Regions from separate parts of the Sus scrofa genome. Here regions 2 and 3 are each linked to region 1. The links are chromatin contacts, called in public HiChIP or PLAC-seq and promoter capture Hi-C maps. All regions are on one chromosome and are shown on one strand. Each heading gives the region's core, a stretch centred on a gene start, on an enhancer-like site or on the middle of the called end of the contact. The rest is flanking DNA. Distances are from core to core; before and after follow the strand shown.

Region 1 (4,142 bases), core at 468-2,967:
ATATGGAGGTTCCCAGGCTAGGGGTCTAATCAGAGCTGTAGCCACCAGCCCACACCAGAGCCACAGCAATGCAGGATCCGAGCCGAGTCTGCAACCTACACCACAGCTCACGGCAACGCCGGATCCTTAACCCACTGAGCGAGGCCAGGGATCGAACCTGCAACCTCAAGGCTCCTAGTCAGATTCATTAACCACTGAGCCATGACGGGAGCTCCAGGCAGTCTATATTTCAAAACAGATCATGCCATTGTTCCTAAAACTTCCTCTTTTGTTTTTTTCTTTGTTGTGCTCTTTGGGGTCAATGGCTTTTTCTGCTGGAACAGTGCCCTCTTCACACTGCTATAAAGAGATTTTGCAGATGTAATTATATTCCCAAACCAGTTGATCTTAAGAAAGTGGTCCTGGAGTTCCCACTGTGGCACAGTGGTTAATGAATCTAACTAGGAACCATGAGGTTGCAGGTTGGATCCCTGGCCTCACTCAGTAGGTTAAGGATCTGGCATTGCCCTGAGCTGTGGTGTAGGTCGCAGACGCGGCTCGGATCTGGCATTGCTGTGGCTCTGGCGTAGGCCGGTGGCTACAGCTCCGATTGGACCCCTAGCCTGGGAACCTCCCTATGCCACAGGAGCAGCTCAAGAAAAGGCAAAAAGACAAAAAAAAAAAAAAAAAAAGAAAGAAAGAAAGAAAGAAAGTGGTCCTAACCTAACAACAGGAGCCCTTTAAAAACAGTGTCTCTGTGGGAATGCAACTTAGCCAACACTTTGATTTCAGCCTTACTGAGAATGCAGACATGCTGTGTCCAGACTTCTGAGCTACAGCTCTGTGGACAAATAAAACAAATGCTGTTTTAACCCACTAAATTTACGGGTTAAATTATCACAATAATTTACAGTAAATAATTACACAGCAATAGAAAACAAATATATGCTTTATTGCTTGTACCCAGGTGAACTGCTCCCACCCTCTGCCATTTGTACCTACCAGTAAGAAAGAAGCCTAAGATGGTTTTCCCTCTCCAGCCCTCCCCCAACTGTGGTTTACATGCAGACTACACCCTGTTTCACATGGTTGGTTTGAGGCCAAGACAGGACTCTTCCTGGCTTTTCTTCCCTCATCGTATGCCCTAAAATGCTCCCTAAGTGTCTCTGGCCTCTGCAGTGCAGTCTTTTTTTTTTTCTTTTTAGGGCTGCACTCTGGCCATATGGGAGTTCCCAGGCTGGGGGTGGAATCCGAGCTACAGCTGCTGGCCCACGCCAGAGCAACGAGGGATCTGAGCCGCACCTGCAACCTACAGCGCAGCTCACAGAGAGAGGGGGCAGATCCCCAACCCACTGAGCCAGGCCAGGGATCCAACCTCATCAGCATAGATACTAGTCGGATTCATTTAGAGCTGCGCCACAATGGGAACTCCCCATGTAGTGAGGTCTTGAGAATCACTGTTCTAGTGATAGCCTGTACTTTCCTCCCCGGATACTCAGTTTCCATTTATTTTATTTTTTACTGTAAATTACAAAATGAGCATCTTTGTTTATAAAACTTTGGATTCTGGCCGGTTTTCTTAGGATAAGAAATGCTAAGTCAAAAGAGAATGAACAATCTTAATAACTGATATCATACTGCCGAACTTTATTCTAGAGACTCTACCAACCTACCATCCCATTAGCCAAGTATGATGCCTAGCGTTATTTGATCTAAGCTGAGCCAATGGAGATTTGGGCTCCAGAAAATAGACCTATACGACTGTGGCTGTGACTACTGGTGGTAGCCGCGATGATAACCATGGCAACCAGATTCCCTAAGGAAGTCGCGCTGAGTGCAGAGATGATGCAGAGATGACGCGGGAGACAAGAGCAGGGACAAGACTTTCCTCTCCCGCGTGTTGGACACAGAATGTTTGAGACATTTGAAGGCACGTACACGCCACGGCCTGCGCACGAAGGCACGGACAAAAGGGTGACAAGCATACATCACAGAGCTTCGCGGAGCAGACGGTGGCCGGAAGAGTCATCCGCGACTGGTACAGAACCGCGGTTTCCATGCAGGGAGCGGGTGAGAGCGGGCAACAGCGCGCCCGCGCCTCTCTTCTGAGCCCAGTAAAAGATGACTGCGCAGCCGCGGTAGGGCGGGCCGACCATCAGGCGCACACGCGCGATCCGCCGTGCGGGCGTTCGTGCGCACGCGCCCTCGGACGCGCGTGCGCGCGCGTAGTCCGGGAACAGAGAGAAGGAAGTCGAGGCGAAGGGGTGGGGTTGAGCGGGCCTCGCGCATGCGCGCGCCGTGCAAACCATTTGGCGGGTTTTTCCGGCCTGCTCGGTTCTCCCGTCACAGAGATGCTCCCCGGTGGCTTTTAGGAAGTAGGGCCTTCTCCCCTAGAAGAGTGACTTCTCAAGATTTCTGCTCCCTTCCTTCAGGCATTTGGGAGCTTCGGGAAAAAAAGAAAATAAAAAGTATTTCTCTGAGACTGACGGCCAGGGCTTTCTGACCGCCTGAGGTCTTGGATTATTTGGTCACTTTCGGTCTCAGCCCCCCGGAGAGCGAAAGGATCGGAGGAACCGCGTCCTGCTCATCGATCTCCACGGCCGTGGGTTTCTTGGCGTCAGGTCGGAGCTGGGTGGGCTCGGCCCCGGCCCCCGTCCTGGGTCATCATGGCCGTGTCCGCCCAGCTCTTGCGGGAGGAGTTGCAGATCTTCGGCCTAGAATGCGAGGATGCTCTGATTGACAAATGTGAGTCCCTTGCCCCCTCCCCGGGCCCCAGCCCAGGCCCACGCTCTCGCTCCGTGTTCCCAATCGCCTAGAACCCAAAGGGAGGCGCTTCCGGGGGGTTGTGAGGTGAGTTAAACTGAGTTTTGAGGTTTGGCGTGTGGGGCCTTTGAAATGCTCACAGGGTACTGCTTGGATCCCAGCTCAAAGGAAAGAATATGAAGCACAATTTTAAATCGACGCAGTTTCCTAAAGGTGAAATTGGGACGTGCCAGGTTCTCATCTCCGAATTTGGAAATTGTTTAAGCCTCGATAACCAAGCAAGAGATGTTGGGGCTTTGAAATACAGCCTTTTCTGGCATCTCCCTTTCCAGCCTACACCTAAACTTCTGCTGATCCATCCCTTTTCATCAAAACTGTTTGGTCTGTGCAAGTATGAGTTTCTTGAGGTGGGTTCATAAAATTGAATTTTAGCTGGGAAGGGACTTTAAGGAGACTGTGAGCTGTTCACAGCTGGAGAAACAGATAACAGAGAGTTCATTGGCCTGTCCCCCATTCCAGTGCTGCATTGCATTGGTTCATCTTATTGGTCAGGCTCCGGGGCAGTGTCCAGAGTTGCTGGAAGCCAAGTCTCGGGAGGTGTGGACGTTCTCAGTGTTAGAATCAGGATGATAGTGCATCTGCCTTAATCATGCATCCACACATTGAATTTCTTTTTTTAATATATAAAACCAAAACACAAACATGTTCATTTAGGAGAGACCAGAATACTCCAAGTTCTGAAGCCCAGGGCATTCCCTTCCTGAAAGGAAACTTAAGTGAGAAAGCCAATCACAGTTAAGAAATTTATTTGGTGAGCTTGAAAGCAAAACAAGAGAAGTTAGTTGTTGTGTGAACAAAATTTGTAAAGGCTTCAGTTCAAGATGCCTGCTGCTCACATAGGACATTGGCGGTGGTATTGGAGTTCTAGCCCTTGAAGTCAGAATCGCTCACCTCGCTGGGATGTTTACATTGTCCGACAGTCATGCCGTATTTCCCTGGTCTGTCCACTTGGAGTCTCCTGATGACTCAGTGCCACCTTCTCCTTGAACATCTTCTGACCCGCTCTCACTCTCAGCTGATGAACTTCCTGTTTTGCTGAGAAAGTAGAAGGAATTAGAAAACTTTTGAGTGTCCTTGTCACTCAGTGGGTTAAGGATCTGGCATTGTCACTGCAGCGGCTCAGATCACTGCTGTGGCAAGGGCTTGGTCCCTGGCCCGGGACTTTGCATATGCCGCACGTGCAGCCAAAAGAGAGAGAGAGAAAGAAAGAAAGAGACATGTATAAGCTACCACCACTGCTTCTTCCCACTTACCTGTGTCTGTATCATATTCCTTGCCTCCTTCCCATTACAGTAAGTAAATGCTTCATATTCCTAGCAGAAGCCACACCCTCCACTCAG
Region 2 (4,142 bases), core at 960-3,459, 360 kb after region 1:
GCTGTCCCTTGAGGGCGGCTCTGGGTCCTGTCGCCTCGTCTCCCCAGCCAGCGCAGGGCACAGAGCACCAAGAGGACACACACCCTGCGCGACTGAAGCCAGAGCAACTCTGGCAGACCCCGCCCACCAACCCCCTTCCTCCTCGCAGGCCCACCCGTCTGCCCTTCCTGCAGCTCCCCAGCCACTCACGGTTGTCAAAGATGGGGTGAGAGAGGACAGGCGGCAGGCGGAGGGGCCTGCCTGCTGGGTCCCGCACTGTCACCTGGAAGCAGAGCCGCACAGCATTCAGGTCGTAGTCCCCGCGCTGCTCTTCTATGGGAACTGTCAGAACAACAGAGGGTCAGGAGAGCTGGGGTGGGGGGGACAGCCAGGGAGGGAGGGGCACGGGGGCGGACAGGGAGCTCTGGGCTGGGAGGGATGTTTCAGGGCCTGCGAAGCAGCAGGAGGTCTAGAGGAGGAATAGAAGGTTCTACATCCATCGCTGACTCCACCTGGGACCTGGAACGTCATGTCCCCTGTGTCCCCTCTCTGGGTCACGTCTCCCCAGTAGTAAAATGGGAGTGTGTGCTGAAAGGGCAGCAAAATTCCACCTGTGCTGTGAGTCTTGGCCAGGGAGGGAGAGTAACCTCGGCAGGGTGACAAAGAGCGGAGGTGCTCCAGGCAGGCCGGGGCCTTTGCTCCCACAGCCCTCTCACCTTGGAAGGGGTTGTTGTTGGTCTGGATGCGCTGATTGATGGCCTGTTCCAGGTCCCGCTTCTTTACACACTGGATCCCCAGGTTCTGGAAGCTGAGGTCCCCGAGGAATCAGTCCCACTGTCTCCAGCAGAGCCTGGGCCCTCCAGCCCTGCCGGGTCTACCCCTTCTCCCCCACCCACTCAGCAGGCCAGCACGCCGTGCTGGACCCCCCTGAATGGCTGCCCACAGTGCCACCCACTCCTCACTCTGGCTGACAAAGCCCTGGGCCCTGCCGCCGGGTCCACTGTCCCTGCTGGCTCCCTACCCTCTGTCCCAGGACCTCTTTTCCCTTCTCCAAACACACAAAACTCCTTCCCACTTCAAAGCCTCTGACACCCATTCACTCTGCCGGGAGCGCGCCATTCTTTCCATGCCTCTCTGCCTTCTCACATTCAGCTCTAACCTGAGAGGCCTTTCTGACTCCCCATCTAAAGTAGTGACACCAGCTCCTCCGCCTCCCGGGCTATTCCTCCAACCCACTGCTTTATTTTCATCACTACTGATGACTTGCTAACGGATCTTGTTTAATTATTTGTATGTTTATTTACAGCCTGCCTCTGTCAACTAGTACGTAAGCTCCAGGGAGACTGTCGGTTCAGTGGTTTTCTTTCTCGCTACAAGTGACGTGACTGAGGGGCTTGCCCTTCCAGCCACAGGCGTTAGGGCTTCGGGGGTGATTAGAGACCTATCACTTTTCCATGGGGCTCCTATCTGCTAGAGGGAGGAGAGACACAGGCAATTTCAAGACAGAGGAATCTGCCTGCAGAGCTGGGGACAGAGCAAAGGGTGCCCTCTGTCTAGAAAGAACACTGTAACAGCTACACAGCTGCTGGCCCTCCTGGCCTCCCACCTCCCCACCACCCCCTGGTGCCCAAGGGGAGCTCACCTGTGGATGCAGCGGTCTGGGCAGAGCTCAGCCTCATAGAAGCCATCCCGGCAGTCTTTCCCCACGAGCTCATGGGGGTGAGGCCGGTGAGGGGGGTCCTTGGTGACCAGGGAGATGCGCACTGTCCCTGGCCCCGTGTAGCCATTGATCTGTCCAAAGTACAGAGAGCACCCTGGAGGCGCAGGAATTCCAGCCCCAATTCCCCCCCCCCGGAGGGGGGGGGCAGGCTGCGCGGGGGCCTGAAAGCAAGCCTGCTGGGGTTTCACCCCTACTGACACTGCGCCCCTCACTCGGGAGCTGGGCTGACCTTGATGGTGGGGTGGGTCTTGGTGGTATCCGTGCTCCTCTCGCCCGGGATACTGCCGGCTGAGCGGCCCTCGCACTTGTAGCGGAAGCGCATGCCCCGCTGCTTGGGCTGCTCGATGATCTCCACATAGGGGCCCGAGGCCGGGGCCGGCTCTGCGGGGGAGATGCGGGCCAGCCCCCATCAGGCGGCTGACCCCATCGCCCTCACCCTGGGGAGCTCCTCCCGAACCACGGAAAAAGGATGGTCCAACTTACCCGAGGGGAAGATGAGGGGGAAGAGGTCTGAAAGGGGAGGGATACAAGGGTCAGCACATGCCCGCTTCCCGTCCTCACCAGGGAGGGCCTGCATCCCCGGCAAGGAGATGAAGCCAGGCTCCCTCCCGGGGACACTGGGTCAGGGCCAGCTGCCTGGAACCTGCAGTACAGCTAAGGGGCAGGGGTGAAGGAGCCAGAAACACTTGTTTTCTAAGAGAAAACCCGGTAGGACGGCCTCCACCACCAGGGGAAACTGAGCCAGGACCCCTCTCTACTTTCCTAAATTAAACTAAGGGAGGGCACTCCCCACCCCAACCCGGGAGGAAACTGAGTCAGATACATTCTCCCCTAACAAGGAAACTAAGTCGGAACTGCCCCCGGGGCCCCGGGGGAGACCGAGTCACAGCTCCCCCCAACTCCCGCCACCCCCAGGGGAAACTGAGTCAGACCCCCCCCCCCACTCCGGCCCCGCCCCGCTCCACCATCCGGCCGGCCGCTCCCTGCGCAGCGACCATCGGCGCAGGAAGGAGCGGAAGGCAGCGCGGAGGCTCCCGCCGCGGTCCCGGCGGCCCCAGCGCCGCCACCGCGCGGGGTCAGAGGGCGTCCTCACCGTCCATGGCCGGGGTCCCGGGGGCGGGGCCGGGGTCGCAGCTGGGCCCGCGGCGCGCGCTACAGTCGAGCCATTCGCCAGAGGCGGAAATGCGCCGCGCGCGCCCGCCGCCGCGTCACTGCCGGGAATCCGGCCGCGCCTGCGCGCTGCGTCGCCGCCGCCGCCGCCGCCGCCGCCCCGCGCGGTGGGTTAGGGACAAGAGCGCGCCACTCGAGGGCCTAGGGGGTGGCGCGCGCCGCCGCTGCCGGGCCCTGCGAGCAAGTACGCGCCGCGCTGGGCCCCGAGACGCCGCGCGCCTGGACGCCGCTCCCGGGACTGGCTGGGCAGCACGGATCGCTCGCGAGTCTGGGCCCCGCCTGGAGGGCGGGCCGGGCGATTACTCACAATGTTTTTAGGGGATTTCGGGGGCCCCCTCCCGCCGATCGGAGGAGTGGTGATGTCACCTCGGGCCCGGTCTGGAACAGGGCCAGAGCTGCTGGGCTTCGGCTGCCTGCCCTGCGCTGGGAAAGGCTCGGGCCTGCTTCGACCGCAAACACCGGGTGGCTAAACTCCACACGGCTTCCTAATCGATGAAGGTGCTTCGTGGTGGTTGGGGCCGCGGAAGCATTTTTTAAATTTCTTGTCCCCCCAGTCTGGAGGCAGAGAGGGGAAAGGAAAGCGCCCGGACTTCACCTGGCAGTGCTCGGACGATGGGTGCACGCTAGTGTGGACCGAGGCTCCGTGCCTCGTCCGCTCCCGCTGGCGAACCGAGCCCAGGCTCCTCGGTTTAAGAGGCATCCCTCCGGGGCAATGGGTGGCAGAAGGCACCGAGGGGTAGATCTCTGGAGCCTCGACCCTGCAGCCTGACGTTTGTGTTTTAGCAGGTCCGGGACCCTCCAGGGGTTTGAATCGGCAGGCTCACCCCGCCTGTGTCCCCAGGGTTTCCTGCTGGTCCAGCTCGCACAAAGCATTTCCACTAATTAACCATCCTGTGACCCGTCGCCAGAATATTGTCCCCAAGGCCAAGCCCAAGAAGCGTTCGTGCGGGGTGAGGGTGGGACTGGAGCAACCCCCTCCGCGGGGGGTTCCTTGTCCGAGGGTGGGGGCAATCCCCAGCAGGCTTCGGAGTCTTACCCAGAGGAAGGCAGACTTTATTTTCTCTGTGTTCGTTCTAAATTAGGGAATCATGTGGGAATTGGAAAAGATTGGAAATTCTGACTTGCTTTCCCAGGCTCTGAAAAAAAAAAAAAAAAAAAACAGGAAGACAAAAGTGAAAACAGTTACCACCCCTCCCACTCATTTCAGTTTCTCCTGTGGCTGCCCCGGATTAGAAAATTAGCCTTACCTTTCTGAGGAGGCAGACTTCAGGAG
Region 3 (4,142 bases), core at 430-2,929, 270 kb after region 1:
TTTTATAACAGCATCTCATTTTTGCCTTGTTTTAATAGAAGGGCCAGCGTAGTTTTCTAGGGCAATGGAGTTGATCACAAGAATTTGTCTAGATTTCCTTGGGTCACCTGTACCAGCACTGCAAATCCCTCCTAAGACAATATGAGACCAACAAGTAATAAATGTCTCATCTATGGTTTCCTATGGGAGTTTGTCTCAAGGAAATCTTCCTAAGCAGGTCAAAGCTCCCTTATAACTCCCTTAAGGAGTTCCCGTTGTGGCGCAGCAGAAATGAATCCTACTGGGAACCATGAGGTTGTGGGTTCGATCCCTGACCTCGCTCAGTGGATTAAGGATTAAGGATTGCTGTGAGCTGTGGTGTAGGTCACAGACATGCTTGGATCTGGTGTTGCTGTGGCTCTGGCATAGGCCGGCAGCAACAGCTCCAGTTGGACCCCTAGTCTGGGAACCTCCATAGGCTGCGGGTGGGGCCCTAAAAAGACAAAAAACAAACAAACAAACAAAACAAAAAACAAAAAAACCACACAAAAAAAAACTCCCTTAAGACTGTGAGGAGTTCCCTGGTGGTCTGGTGGGTTGATGATCCTGCATTGTCATTGCTGTGTCTCAGGTTACTACTGTGGTCTGGGCTCTATCCTTGGCCCTGGAACTTCCCCATGCTGTAGCACAGCCAGAAACAAAAAAACAAAAACAAAAACCCAAGACAAAAATCTGAAAGCATGTGCTCTCAAAGGAGATTGCCAATGAGATTGGTGGGGGTGAGGGGTGGGGGGGGTGGCTAAGTCCTAGCTCCTTCCCCATTGCCTTGGTGTACAGCCCTGAGACCCTAGGGCTGCCCTCTGAGGACACTGCCTGCTCCACCTGTCCTCTCCAAACGTATTCAGGGAGAGGACGTGTATGGAAAAAGAACAAAGAGAAAAAAAATCACCAAGGCCAATGTCCAGGGAGCACTAATAACTTGAACAGCACCCCACCCAAAGAGGGTAAGGTCACAGGCACGTGTAGCAAGCCCCTCAGCCCCACCCTACAGCATGGAATCGACTGCGCACGCCCAGCACAGCCACAGCTCCAGATTTGTTTTTTCTTTTTGAGGGTCCAAACTTCAACAAAACAAAAAGTCTGTTTAGGGGCTGCCTTTGCATCATCACCAGGCCTTGGAGGGGAGTAGGGGGTAGGCCAACTGGACTACAAAAAACTGTAGAAAGGGAGGGATCTTGAAATAGGCGGAAAGGTATAGAAAGCGAGAACGATCGCCGCCTGGCCTGCCTTGCCAGTTGAAGTGAGAAGCGCTTGAGGTCTCAAGAGGCTCCACGCGTGTGTAAGGGGCCATTTGTTATTATCAAGAGTGTCGTTATTGAGATAATGTCACTTCCCGGCTGGCCCCAGGTCCCGCCAGTGCGGAAAGAGAAACCCCGGGGGAGGTGGAGGCCAGCGGAGATTTCTCCAGCCATCCGCAGCAGGCAGGAAGGGCGACCGTACACAGCCACTTCCGGGTCCTGCGACCTAAGCGGTGGTATCACGGAGACGCCGCTCCTGAGGCCCCACCAGTCGAAAAGTTTTTTCCCGGAGCTCTCACCGAGAGCCGCGCCAGCGGGACAGGTTCCAGTCTGCGGCAGACACGCCCCACTCTGGGCATCGTGACGTCAGAGGAGCACAGTGAGCGCATTTCCGCCCTCTTCCTCCGCCCAACACGAGGGGGCGGGGCCAAGAGGAGGGCGCTCTGCTTGTGCGTCACTTCCGGTAAGTCTATCGGCGACAACGGCAACATGGCTCTGAACGGCGCTGGTGAGAACTTGGGCTGCGGGGGCCGGTGGTTGCGGGGTACGGGAGGCAGTCTGCTTCAGCAAAACCCTCAACCCTTCATGCCTCTCTTCCCCCAGAAGTCGACGATTTCTCCTGGGAGCCCCCGACTGAAGCGGAGACGAAGGTGCTGCAAGCGCGGCGGGAGCGGCAGGATCGCATCTCCCGGCTCATGGGCGACTACCTGCTGCGTGGTTACCGCATGCTGGGCGAGACGTGCGCGGACTGCGGGGTGAGGAGAGACTCGGGACGTGGGAACCAGGATGGGGCCGTGGGCTAGGCCGCACGGCCCTTCCTCAAGTCTCCACTCTGGACCGCATCGCCTAGCGTCTCACCCCTGCCCCGTATGCTTTCTGGCTCCTAGACGATCCTCCTCCAAGACAAACAGCGGAAAATCTACTGCGTGGCTTGTCAGGAGCTCGATTCAGACGTGGATAAAGATAATCCGGGTGAGGGATCGAGTGTGCTTGGTGAAGAAGTGTGGTGATAGAGGCTCAGGAACAGTACAGTAGGCCTGGAAGATGATTGATGGGCGGGGGTAAGGTGCTTTCTCCTTTCAGCTCTAGAAAGGACCACTCGTTGAGTAAAAGCACTAAAACCTACACTGTGTGCCCAACACCATGGGAGAGTCTGAGCTTAATTAGGCATAATTCTGATGAGAGAGATGAAGCAAGGACATAAATAATTGATACAGAGAAGAAAAGGAATGAGTTGCCTTACACAGGGGCAGGGAAAACTTCTGAAGAACAGAAAGAGCAGAACAGTGTAAAAGTAAAGAGTAGGGAGGTGGCTCGGGGCTGAGGCAGGCCAGGTATCCTGACCATTCCACTGGCTTTCTCCTCTTTTAGCTCTGAATGCCCAGGCTGCCCTCTCCCAAGCTCGGGAGCACCAGCTCGCCTCTGCTTCGGAGCCCCCGTTAGGCTCTCGGCCAGCCCCTCAGCCCCCAGTCCCCCGTCCAGAGCACTGTGAGGGAGCTGCAGCAGGGCTCAAGGCAGTCCAGGGGCCGCCCCCTCCTGCTGTGCCTCCAAATGCTGAAGTTGTGGCCTGCACACGGGAGGCTCTCCTGCAGAAGCTGGCCTGGGCCTCAGCTGAGCTGGGCTCTAGCACCTCCCTGGAGACGAGCATCCAGCTGTGTAGCCTTATCCGGGCTTGTGCTGAAGCCCTGCGCAGCCTGCAGCAGCTGCAACCCTAAAAGACCCCTCCTGAGAAGAATCCTCTAGAAAAACAGCTATTCCTCTTGTGTGGTTTGTTCTTTTCTTGGTTCTAAGTGTGCATGCAAGCCCCAGCTCCAGTCGTCTTTTTCCTACCTTTGGCCTCTCGTGCTGTCACAGTCTGTTCTCCTTGATGCCCTGAGAGATGAGTTGGGCTTGTTTCTGCTCAGTTTCCCAACTATAGAGATGATGGAGGAGGCAGAGAACGGTGTGATACTTTTTTTCTGAGGAGGAGGCCACAACCTCCTTAAAAGCGGAAACTAGGTGTGGCCCTCCACAGCACCCCTGCAGCCTCCTCAGCCATCCAGGGCTCATTCTCCACCCTCAAGTGAGATCTGGGGTTCCAGTCCCCTTGGCAGCTTCTCCTTCTTTCCCCGAGCATCCTGCATCCCAATACCATCATCCTATCCCACGTCAGGCCCAGACTAGGGTATCAGGTTGCACGTGAGGGACAAAGTATGGACTCAACCCCAGTCTCCTCATCCTTGTTACCCCCTTTTAGAAAAATCCTTTTCCTTAACAGTTATAACTGGGCAGAGTGTTGGGGGTGGGTGTCAGAAAGAACCGCCAAGAAACCGCACCCTCTGCTTTTGGCTTCCTCCCTCCGCTTTTTCACCCTGCTCCTCCTGCTGCGACTTGGGGCAACTTGGGCCCACAAACCGTTGCCCTTTTAAGAGAGGCCCCGCCTGCACGGGGGCGGGGCGGGGGCGGAGCCGGAGGAGTCCGGGCTGGAACAAAGCAAGGCCTGCGGGCGGCGGCTGGGCTCGGCTGGCGGGGCCGCGGGTGCGGGGGCCTGCGGGCGGCGGCCCGGGCGGAGCGTTGGAGGGAAGGAGGCGGTGTCATCCTTTGTATCGGCCCGGCCATGAATGGGTTGCCCTCGGCCGAGGCGCAGGGCGGCACGGGCTGCACCCTGGCGGGTCTCCCGCCGCTACCGCGCGGCCTCAGCGGTCTTCTCAACGCGAGCGGGGGCTCGTGGCGGGAGCTGGAACGCGTCTACAGCCAGCGCAGCCGCATCCACGATGAGCTGAGCCGCGCCGCCCGCGTCCCGGACGGGCCCCGCTATGCTGCCGGCGCCGCCAACGCGGGAAGTGCCGCTGGTCCCCCCGGCCCGCGTCGTCCTGTCAACCTCGA

What was found. Promoter capture Hi-C pulls out the DNA fragments that hold promoters and counts their contacts. HiChIP or PLAC-seq counts read pairs in DNA pulled down with a chosen protein or histone mark.
Region 2: a contact with region 1 is called in an H3K27ac HiChIP or PLAC-seq map of alveolar macrophages. The contact joins the promoter of RELA here to the promoter of POLA2 in region 1. A contact is called at or near these places in 1 of 5 promoter capture datasets (liver) and 1 of 2 datasets of contacts at active chromatin or transcription factors (alveolar macrophages).
Region 3: a promoter capture Hi-C map of liver shows a contact between it and region 1, with 3 times the contacts expected there. The contact joins the promoter of SSSCA1 here to the promoter of POLA2 in region 1. A contact is called at or near these places in 2 of 5 promoter capture datasets (fetal liver and liver) and 1 of 2 datasets of contacts at active chromatin or transcription factors (alveolar macrophages).

What each region holds. Positions count from the first base shown.
Region 1 is chr2:6,947,864-6,952,005 of Sscrofa11.1, reverse strand. It overlaps POLA2 (DNA polymerase alpha subunit B), which reads left to right and starts at 1,717. Exons shown (of 18, transcript XM_013994111.2): 1 at 1,717-2,724. The coding sequence starts at 2,646.
Region 2 is chr2:6,592,936-6,597,077 of Sscrofa11.1, reverse strand. It overlaps RELA (RELA proto-oncogene, NF-kB subunit), which reads right to left and starts at 2,209. Exons shown (of 10, transcript NM_001114281.1): 1 at 2,183-2,209; 2 at 1,929-2,080; 3 at 1,622-1,770; 4 at 696-787; 5 at 190-321. The coding sequence starts at 2,209.
Region 3 is chr2:6,682,101-6,686,242 of Sscrofa11.1, reverse strand. SSSCA1 (Sjoegren syndrome/scleroderma autoantigen 1) reads left to right here and starts at 1,679. Exons shown (of 5, transcript XM_021082852.1): 1 at 1,679-1,785; 2 at 1,881-2,032; 3 at 2,165-2,249; 4 at 2,649-4,142. The coding sequence starts at 1,767. The coding sequence ends at 2,992. It overlaps FAM89B (protein FAM89B), which reads left to right and starts at 3,737. Exons shown (of 2, transcript XM_021082853.1): 1 at 3,737-4,142. The coding sequence starts at 3,874.